Linked DNA regions of Zea mays: region 2 is linked to region 1. A link is a contact called in public Hi-C data. All regions are on one chromosome and are shown on one strand. Each heading gives the region's core, a stretch centred on a gene start, on an enhancer-like site or on the middle of the called end of the contact. The rest is flanking DNA. Distances are from core to core; before and after follow the strand shown. Region 1 has its middle 51 kb from the start of LOC103641407. Region 2 holds the start of LOC100285397.

Region 1 (4,863 bases), core at 1,484-3,983:
AGGGGACCGAATTTAGGGGACACTGCTGGAGACTGAGAAGATATAGACGACAAAATCTTTTAGAGTGTGTTGTAAAGGATAGAGAATATTCCTTTAGGGGATGGAATTTAGGGGACGCTGCTGGAGACAGCCTAAGTGATTTGATTTGATTTTTTATGCTAATTACGAACAACATAAATCAAGGAATTTCCTTTTCAATGTGCATGCAACAAATATGAGTAAACTGATGTATGAACTCCGTGTTCGAGCATAAAATCCTTCATTTTTAGTGTAAATAGTTCATGTGGTAGGCATAAAACACAATAATCGAAGACATAACATGGATTGGAGGAAGTAGTCGCTAGAGGATGCCGTCGAGGACACTAGATTGGAGGGAGGTCGTCACTTCGGGCGCCCGAACTACGCTGGATCGGAGGATGTCACGCGCGACCATCGCAATGCACACCTCTTGCCTTTCGTGGATGTCGCTCGATCCTCGCGACTCTTACGTCGTCGTCGCTGCTCACACGTCGGGGGGACGGGGCAACTGTCGTTCGTGGGTTATGGTGTGCCGTGCCGTTCGGCCCTGGGGTGCGACACTGTCGCTCGCCTGCCTCGGGACGGTTGTCACCGCATGCCCGCCCACCTCGGGGCCCCGGGGTCGACGCCGCTCGCTCCTACGGATCAGAGAGCCTCCACTACTGCGCCTCAGAATCTGGGAACCGTCGCCACCATGCGCTCTCGGGCAACCGCCGCTGTCGCACGCGCGCCTAGGTGGACGCCGTCACACGTGCATCGAGGTGGGGCATAAAAAACTGAGCCCTAGTGCTCTGGGGCTTATTTTATAGACGCCGAGACCTAGTTCGGTTCAACTGAATGACTCATCTGGCCAGGGCTTTCTCTAGTTATTGGAAGCCCAGAGCTTTAGATATATCTGTACAACTTATTAAGGCAGGGCTTTCTCTAGTTATTGGAAGCCCAGGGCTTTAGATATACCTGTACAACTTATTAAGGCAGTAAGGGGTAGGCTGCCATTCCTATTCCCATTCCCTGTTTTGCCTTTCCGATTCCCCCCTCCCCGCACAGTCCATTCTCATGTTCGGTAATCATTCCCTGTTTCCTTTCTCATTCCCCCCTCCCCACAAAGACCATTCCCATTCCCACGTATATCCCACGCCTAGCTAAAATTTAATTAAAAAAACAAACCCCAAGGGGATTTGAACCCGTGACCCCTCAAGCAAATATGCTCGTAGCTACCACTACACCACATGTATGTTTATGTCTACATCTATTATAGTAAAAACATATACTACATCTCTCCCGAAGCCCACCTGCTACCCTTGCACAATGTGTAGTAGTAGATAAGTATCATCGAGATTATTAAATTATATTTTTGGATTGAGGGAGTAATATTTAAAGAAGAGTCTTGTATGCAATTTCTTTTGTTTGAATAATGTTTTCAACTTAAATTCCTTTTTTTGCATGTGTGACATTTATTCTCCGTAATATTTTTCCATGGATCTGACTTATAAGACATTTTCATAAATCAATGCCAAAGATGAATCCATGTTTCTTACTTGCAAACCCCAAACAAACACCACTAGCATGAGGCGCTCGCTTTGGTGTCGCTCGTCGACGACGAGAAGAAGCTTGGCGACTGCCAGTTTGACCTCTCTAAGCAGTCCTACGTGGCCCATGCGCCGATGTGTACGGCAAGCTCCAGCGCAGCCATCGCTTGTTCGCGGTCCAGAGCGGCTGCACCGCGCTGTCCATCGTCAAACAGGGGGACCTCATTGTCGTCGCCAATGCCGACGACTCTCGGATTGTTCTGGGCACCGCAGCCGACGACGACGCCATCATACTTTCTAGCTCATCATCCACCTGAAGCCCAACCTGCTACGTAAGTCGCTACTGATCGGCCATGAATTCTTGTGCGCTGGGATGACGGCCATTGTTGCTGTTGTGTGTCCTCGAACAAGATGTATGTAGAGAAGTAGCACATCCGGTGGTGCAACGACCATGTGTACTACCTCGCTGATGAGCCCGGAGTGCACTTCATTTGGCAGCCCAGCCAAGAGTCGTCGGTACTCACCATGTCGCGCGCGTTCGACGACTACTATATCAAGGATTGTGGCGTCATCTCGGCGCCGGAGGTGAGCAGAGGAGGACCGACAACAATGACCACTCGCCATCGTCGGGGTAGCTTTTGTGCCGGTCTGACTTTAATTCTCTTCGCAAACACACACTTGTCTTTTTTGTTTAAGCAAGTGTGTATGGTGGTGCGTGCCTGATGACTAACGATGTATGACGGAATTTCTACCGGCAGGTGTGGCACGTGCTCTCCAATGATGAGACCATGCAAATCATGACATATATCGAAGTCTGCATGATACTGATGGTTACAATGTAGTAGTGAAACAACTAAATTAAAATAACAAAATTTATGTATGGCTAGGATCACAAATAAATTATGAAATATTTTTTATAACAATATAAGACATATTTTGTATATAAATTATCATGGTATTATATGTTTTCATTAAAACGTACAGGTACTCACCTAATAAACTATATATATAACCATGCCCAGGGTTTATAGATGGATGCTAGCCGGAGGGTTGCAACGGCCGGCGGCCGTTATGCGATCCGCATGTTCTGCAACAAACTCAGGCTGACGGCTAGGAGAGAGTCTGGAGTGAGGGACCCGTCTGGCAGTGACATGGCGATGATGCACGTGTTGCGGTGCGGGTGACCGAGAGGCCGACGACGGTGCTCCAGCGGTCGGCACGCAGGTGGCCATGTTAGGCTGGCGTTCAAGGGGAAGTTGGGCCAACAGATAAGCAATCGGCCCACGAAGGTATGATCCTTCTTTGTTTTTTTCTTTTCTTGTTTACATTGAATTCGAATTTCAGTTATATTTTTTTGAATATGAGTTTATATCACAAACCCCAATTTAAATGCAAACAAAGTAAAGTTCAGCATGATACACAATTTTGATTTATTTTATTTATTATTTATTAGTTGTGTAAAAATAATGGTTTATTTGAAAACATAATTTTGAAAACAATGATACACAAAGTAAAGTTGCTTTGAAAACAATGGTTTATTTGTGTAAAAATACATTCACCAAACATAATTTTGTACTCTTTCCTTTATTCCCTAGAATTTGGGTATCACATAGTGCATAAGAGTTTTATCCTACAAAGCTATGTCCACTTCTATAAAACTTTTATAGATGTTTCTGATTTGTTAACATTATGTCAATATATTTAATAACCATACATTTTTTCATTGACATTAGCATAAGGCACGTTATAGTGAACATGGTGACGATAAATTTGCACTCGTTCTATTTTATTAATATTGTGCTAATGTATTTAATGAGCATACTTTTTTTTATTGACATTAGCATACATTCTGACAATAAATTTGCACTCGGCATTGATGTGCTTGTCTACTTTTTCATGGCTATAGATGGTCAATAAGCACGAGGCCCGCGAGCCCGGCACGAAGCCCGCTGTTTGGTCCCGGTCCGAGCCCAGCACGGCCCGGTTCTATGCGAGTCCGGACCGGCCCGACACGAATAAGTGGGTCGGGCTCGGACAAGAAACTAGGCACGGTGGGCTAGCTCGGCACGACACGTTTACCTCTAAGCATGTTGAGCCCGCTTTTTTTGCACTAAAACATGCTTTTCGGCCCGCTTAGCCCGCTTTGGGTCTGCTTTTTTCATGTTAAACGGGTTGGGCCGGCCGGCCCGTTTAGGCCCGCTGCGGCCCGAGCTCGGACAGGAAATCGAGCCCGCGGGCTTAGAAGACCCGGCCCGGTTTTCTAACCGTGCCTGACGGGCCGGGCCCAAAACGGGCCGTGCTTCACCGGACCCGGGCCGGACCGGACGGCCCGTTTGGCCATCTCTACTCATGGCCCACAAGTCTCTACACCTTTTGTCATGCCTCATAAGTCTCTGCACCTTTAAAGTAAGAGTTTCATTGTTCATCGTCCGCTCATCTGGCTCCCGTGAGCCCACCTCCAGCGAGCCCACCAAAAAAATCGCTAAAATTAGAGCGTGACCAGGATTCAAACTGTGGCAGTTCCAGTAAGTGACTGACCTCTCTTCTTCTAACTAGTGTAGCTCATGTTCATTTATATTATATACAGGATTCAAACCGTACCAGTTCCACTAAGGGACTAACCTCTCTTCTTTTAACCAGTGCAACTCATGCATGTTCATTTATAATATATAATGGATATATATTATGTATACTAATAATTTAAAATTAAAATATAATCATGTCATATCATACTGACACTATGGGCTCAGAAGGCGACCTAGGCACAACACGGGCCTACATTGAATCGTGTCAGACCGGACCGCGACACTATTAAATGGGTTATATCTAGGGCTGACCCACCAGACATAATCCATTTCTATACTATACTTAATGCACCAGTTTCAACGGTCTTCCTGCGTCATATTTTTACAAATAACTCCTCACATCTATCTCAAATTAACCCAAAAATGTTGCAGGAGGTGGGGTTCGAACCTAAGCCCTGATAGAAGGAGGGTGAAAGACACTGAGTGAAGTCATCTAACCAATAAAACATCATGGTCAATTGTTTTTAATATTGAATATGAATTGTACATATGTATATATGAGTTTTGTAAAATAAAAAATATATAATTGTGCTGGGCCGGATCAGCACTATGGGCCGAGGCTACGGTCCAAGCATGATACGACGATCGTGTCGGGCTGGCCCATACACTATTAAATGGGTCGTGCACCGAACCAGCCCGCCAGACACGTCCCATTTGGTCATCTATACCTCCACACGATAATGATGGTCCTCGCCTCAGTTGCCGCCACCTCGTTCGTCATCCTGCTTCTT
Region 2 (4,863 bases), core at 1,137-3,636, 620 kb before region 1:
GTTGCTATGTTGATCGACAACGAACGTAAGAAGCAGTGAACGTGTTGCTACTCCTGGTATACGAGTACGAGAACATACGACTACTTACACTACATCGTTGTGCTCTTCTTCTGCTGCGCTACACGTCAAATGGTAACGATCAATGATTCTCTACTTATATGTTATCTTGGTTGAACGTGGTAGATATGCTAGTCCATAGCGTACCCGTTTTTGTACAGACTGATGATGAGAGTTTCTCCAACAGTCTAACCAGTGTAACTCGGTAGAAGTTGGCAGAAAACCCCAACAGATGTGAAAGCAGTAGTCAGCTATTAACCTTGACAATTAGAGTGACTAAACCACACCTGGCAAAGCAATCACAGCATGCACACTATTGGAGTGGTAAACATGCAGCGATTATTCCAAAAGAGTAGTAGGTATTTTGTATGGGTTAAAATAAAAGAACATTGTAAAAACTGAGGAACTTATTGTCTTACTGGAAGAGGCATCAGATGTAGCTTTCATTGTTGTGGAGGGAATGCCCGATGGTACAGGTGCACCACACTCTTTGCACTGAAAAAGAGAGATTAAGGAGAGCATTAATGCATTACAGAAAAAAGTTGAACCAAGAACACATTAAAGGTCAGAGTGCACAGCCAAATTGAGAAACATTTGTTAAGGCTATCTATGATTTCAACTGGACCAGATTAGCGTAGTTTATAATTACCTGAGTACGAGATGAATAGTTATGAAATCCACAGCTGCAGAGCCAATCTCCATTACGCCAATCCTTTGGAACACCTAAAAACTGATTTGGGTTGCCGTTGCCAAATGGCCAACCAGAAGATTGCATCCCATATCTACCAGCCATCCCATAGGGCCAGTTTGCATTTGCAAGTAGTTGCTGCTGCAAAGGTGAATTGGCAGCCATCCCAAAGTTCATCTTATAGGCAGAAGCAGAAGCAGCAAGGCTTTGTAGTCTTGCAATATAAGTTGCATAAGTTGGCATAGTCATCCCTGCCATTTGCAATGCTGGCATTGCTGCTTCCTCCTTGGGCAAGCCACACTTTTTGCAGTTCTTTCTGGATGCATAATTATTGTTACTGCAACCTATTCATCCATTTGCCGCATAAACCCACCAGCACAGTAGGCAGCAAAACGCACCGAAGCACACCCACACCCACCACCACCATGACCAGCCATCACGCACAAACCCATAGAAAGGAATAGACACACGCACACTAGTCATTACTTAGCACACTCATTGGTAAAGTTTTTTTTCTAATATTATCTACATATAGCAGCATTCAATGAACAAAATAAACAGAAGGAATAATGAAAATATTTCTAATAGGTAGTAGCAACAATTAAAACACAAACAAAGATCATCCAAGATACTTTCAGAACATATAGTAGTACTAAATACCCTGATTACCGTGCTTATAAGAGAGGTATACAGTTTGGTCAAAAAAAAATATAGATCAAAGAGGGTGAATGAACTGATTTGCATGGAAAGCTTAAGGAGCGGTGGTCAAATAATTTGTAGAGTTTCCTTTCTTAGTTTGAATGAAGTTTCTAGTTCCTTTATTTACACCTGTTCTGTTTTAAAAAATAAACACTCATCATTTAAAATGCAACTAACTTACCTTATTAAAATGTTGTCTGCATGACTAGAAAAGATCATGTTTGGATGAGTTAGGGCTACTAGATGGGTTAAAATCTAGCTGAGTTTGGCTAGCTAGTTGGCTAACAGCTAGTTAAAAACTTGGCTAAAAAATTATCACGTCTATTAGCCCTCTTGTTTGGATGCACTAGAATCAATTTTAGCTAATTTTAGCTAGCTAGTAATTAGATCTTGAATCCAAACAGACCCAAAGTCTAGCTAAGAAGTCTACAATAATAACCAGGGCTATGCCAACATACTAAACCTAGAGCGAACACAAGGGATGAAGGAGAAATGCTAGATTCACTAGACTATCAATGCGCTGCATAGGGATGGATGAGAGCCAGCATCTACAACAAGTGACGGGTGATTCAGGGCTGGGTAATAATGAAGGGTAGCGTGGCAGGAGAGGTGTTACCGGTGCAGATCCAGTCCCCGGCGCGGGGTAGCCACTTGGAGTCGCGCGGGGTGTTGGGGTCGACGAGGAGGCGCGGCTGCTTGCAGCGGTTGCAGAGCGAGCGGAAGGCGTAGTTGCGGTTGCCGCAGCTGCCGCAGTCCCAGTCGCCCTCCCTGCCGCCCCCTCCGCCGCCGCCGGACGACGAGCCCGCGCCTGCGCCGCCGCCTCCAGCCATGGGCAGGAGGTTACGCGAGCTGGTGTGGGGACGGGGCTGGAAATGGAGGAGGTGGAAGATTTGGCTGGCTGCCTGGCTCTCCTTTGTGGGCGATTGATTTTGGGGAGGAGAGAAGGCCAGGCAGCAGGAAGCAAACAAGGATCCAAGGGGGAGCAACCGGGTATATTCCGGCTCTCACCGCAACACACCGATGTATGTGCGGGTTTAAATCGCTGAGTTTTCTTTTTCTTTTTTTTCGAGAATTGTAAACAGAATTTTTTTTCCTAAAAAAATTGTAAAAATATTTAACCATTGACATCCAATCCTCTTGGGCTCACAAATTGAATCTTCCGTCCTATAAGACTCATCCACGTACATTAATTTTCAAACGGCTTTTATACTCATTATTCTTTTTTTACTATTGGCGTTTTTTTGGGCATACGCGATGTGCAGACTCGAGGCCTCTGCTTCTAGTTCTCGCTGGATCAGTTTTCGCAGGACGGTCCGGGCCAACTGTGTGTAACTAGTTATTGTCGTCAAAAGCTGTCCAGCATCCCTAAACGTCCAGCTTCTTAGGGCGCTTCCGTGGGCCGCGCTTCGGGTGAAGTTGTCCCACAACGGTTTGAAAGAAGCGGCCGAAGCCCCCTCATCTTGAAGAAGTCATCGGCATCCCGTGGCCACTCGCGCTGCCATTTAGGGTTTCAACCCCACCCTCCGCTGCCATCATTCGCTGAGGCCGTGTCGTCGTCTTCGCAGGTATGCTCTGCTCCATTTCTCCGGCGTCCTGACCCGCCCTTTCGTCTCCTCCATTTCCCATCCCCCTCGCTCTCTGCTTTTGACCGCGGCATTCCTCCCTGTCGGCGTTTCGACCCCGGGGGGTCCCTGGACCGACGAGTAAATTGTCGTTGCGTGTCCCAGCCCAGATGGGTCGGCGCGAGACGGGACACAAAGGGGGAGAACAGTAAGGGGAACCCGCGGCCTTCGTGTTGTCCTGCGCCCAGGGCGGATGGATGCGCTTGCAGTAGGGGGTTACAAGCGTTCGCGTGGGAGAGAGCGAGAGCCTTATGCGTCGGTCCGTTCTCCCGCGTGGCCAACCTTCTCGTACGAGAGCCCTGGACCTTCCTTTTATAGGCGTAAGGAGAGGGTCCAGGTGTACAATGGGGGGTGTAGCAGTGTGCTAACATGTCTAGCAGAGAGGAGCTAGAGCCCTAAGTACATGCCGTCGTGGCAGTCGGAGAGGTTTTGGCACCCTGTTCATGTGATGTCGTGGCCGTCGGAGGAGCGCTTGGGCCCTGTGGAAGGACAGATGTCGGAGCTGTCGAATCCTTGCTGACGTCTCCTTGCTTTCGTAAGGGGCTGAGAGCTGCCGTCGTCATGGAGCACGCGGGGCGCCATCATTATTTGTTTACCGGGGCGAGCCAGATGGGACGCCGGTCTTGTTCCCGTAGCCTGAGCTAGCTATGGGTAGGGTAATGATGGCCCCCCCTGTGACGTGGTCGGTCCGAGCCCTAGGTCGGGCGAGGCGGAGGCTCCTCCGAGGTCGAGGTCGAGTCCGTCTTCCGAGGTCGAGGTCGAGTCCGTCTTCTGAGGTCGAGGCTGAGTCCGAGCCCTGGGGTCGGGCGAGGCGGAGTCCGTCTTCCGAGGTCGAGGTTGAGTCCGAGCCCTGGGTCGGGCGAGGCGGAGACCGTCTTCCGAGGCCGAGGCTGAGTCCGAGCCCTGGGTCGGGCGAGGCGGAGTCCGTCTTCCGAGGCTGAGGCTGTGTCCGAGCCCTGGGGTCGGGCGAGGCGGTGTCCGTCGTCCAGCGTCGAGGTTGAGCCTGAGCCCTGGGGTCGGGCGAGGCGGAGCTTCCTATGGCGCCCAAGGCTGGACTTAGCTGTTGTCAGCCTCACTCTGTCGAGTGGCACAGCAGTCGGAGCGACACAGGCGGTGTTGTTTTCTTGTCAGGTCGGTCAGTGGAGCGGCGAAGTGACTGCGGTCACTTCGGCTCTGTCGACTGAAGAGCGCGCGTCAGGATAAGGTGTCAGGCGATCCTTGCATTAAATGCTCCTGCAATACGGTCAGTTGGCGTGGCGATCTGGCCAAGGTTGCTTCTCTGCGAAGACTGGGCCTCGGGCGAGCCGAAGGTGTGTCCGTTGCTTGAGGGGGCCCCCGGGCGAGACGTAAATCCTCCGGGGTCGGCTGCCTTTGCCCGAGGCTGGGCTCGGGCGAGGCGAGATCGTGTCCCTTGAGTGGACTGAGCCTTGACCTTAATCACGCCCATCAGGCCTTTGCGGCTTTGTGCTGATGGGGGTTACCAGCTGAGATTAGGAGTCTTGGGGATACCCCTAATTATGGTCCCCGACAGTAGCCCCCGAGCCTCAAAGGGAGTGTTGGCACTCGCTTGGAGGCTTTTGTCACACTTTTTTGCAAGGGGACCGGCCTTTCTCGGTTGCATTTCGTTCCGGTGGGTGCGCGCGAGCGCACCCGCCGGGTGTAGCCCCCGAGGCCTCGGAGGAGTGTTTTGACTCCTTCGAGGTCTTAGCGTGTTTCGTGATGCTTCGGCCGGTCTGGTTGTTCCCTCATGCGAACTGACCGTAGCCCGGGTGCATAGTCGAGTCCCAAGTTCTCGGG

Evidence for each region. A called contact is a pair of places that touch in the nucleus more often than the background predicts.
Region 2: a Hi-C map of leaf shows a contact between it and region 1, with 3 times the contacts expected there. The contact joins the promoter of LOC100285397 here to the enhancer-like site in region 1. A contact is called at or near these places in 3 of 25 Hi-C or Micro-C datasets (ear, leaf and tassel).

The regions. Positions count from the first base shown.
Region 1 is chr10:94,126,726-94,131,588 of Zm-B73-REFERENCE-NAM-5.0, reverse strand. No RefSeq gene overlaps it. Among protein-coding and RNA genes, the nearest start is that of LOC103641407, 51 kb to the right of the region's middle. Within about 2 kb of position 2,733, at least 17 of the 20 cell types and tissues checked have an H3K27ac peak or open chromatin away from gene starts, as enhancers often do. A contact at or near this core is called in ear, leaf and tassel, where this site is marked.
Region 2 is chr10:94,751,225-94,756,087 of Zm-B73-REFERENCE-NAM-5.0, reverse strand. LOC100285397 reads right to left here and starts at 2,386. Exons shown (of 7, transcript NM_001361367.1): 1 at 2,061-2,386; 2 at 707-1,089; 3 at 477-552. The coding sequence starts at 2,274.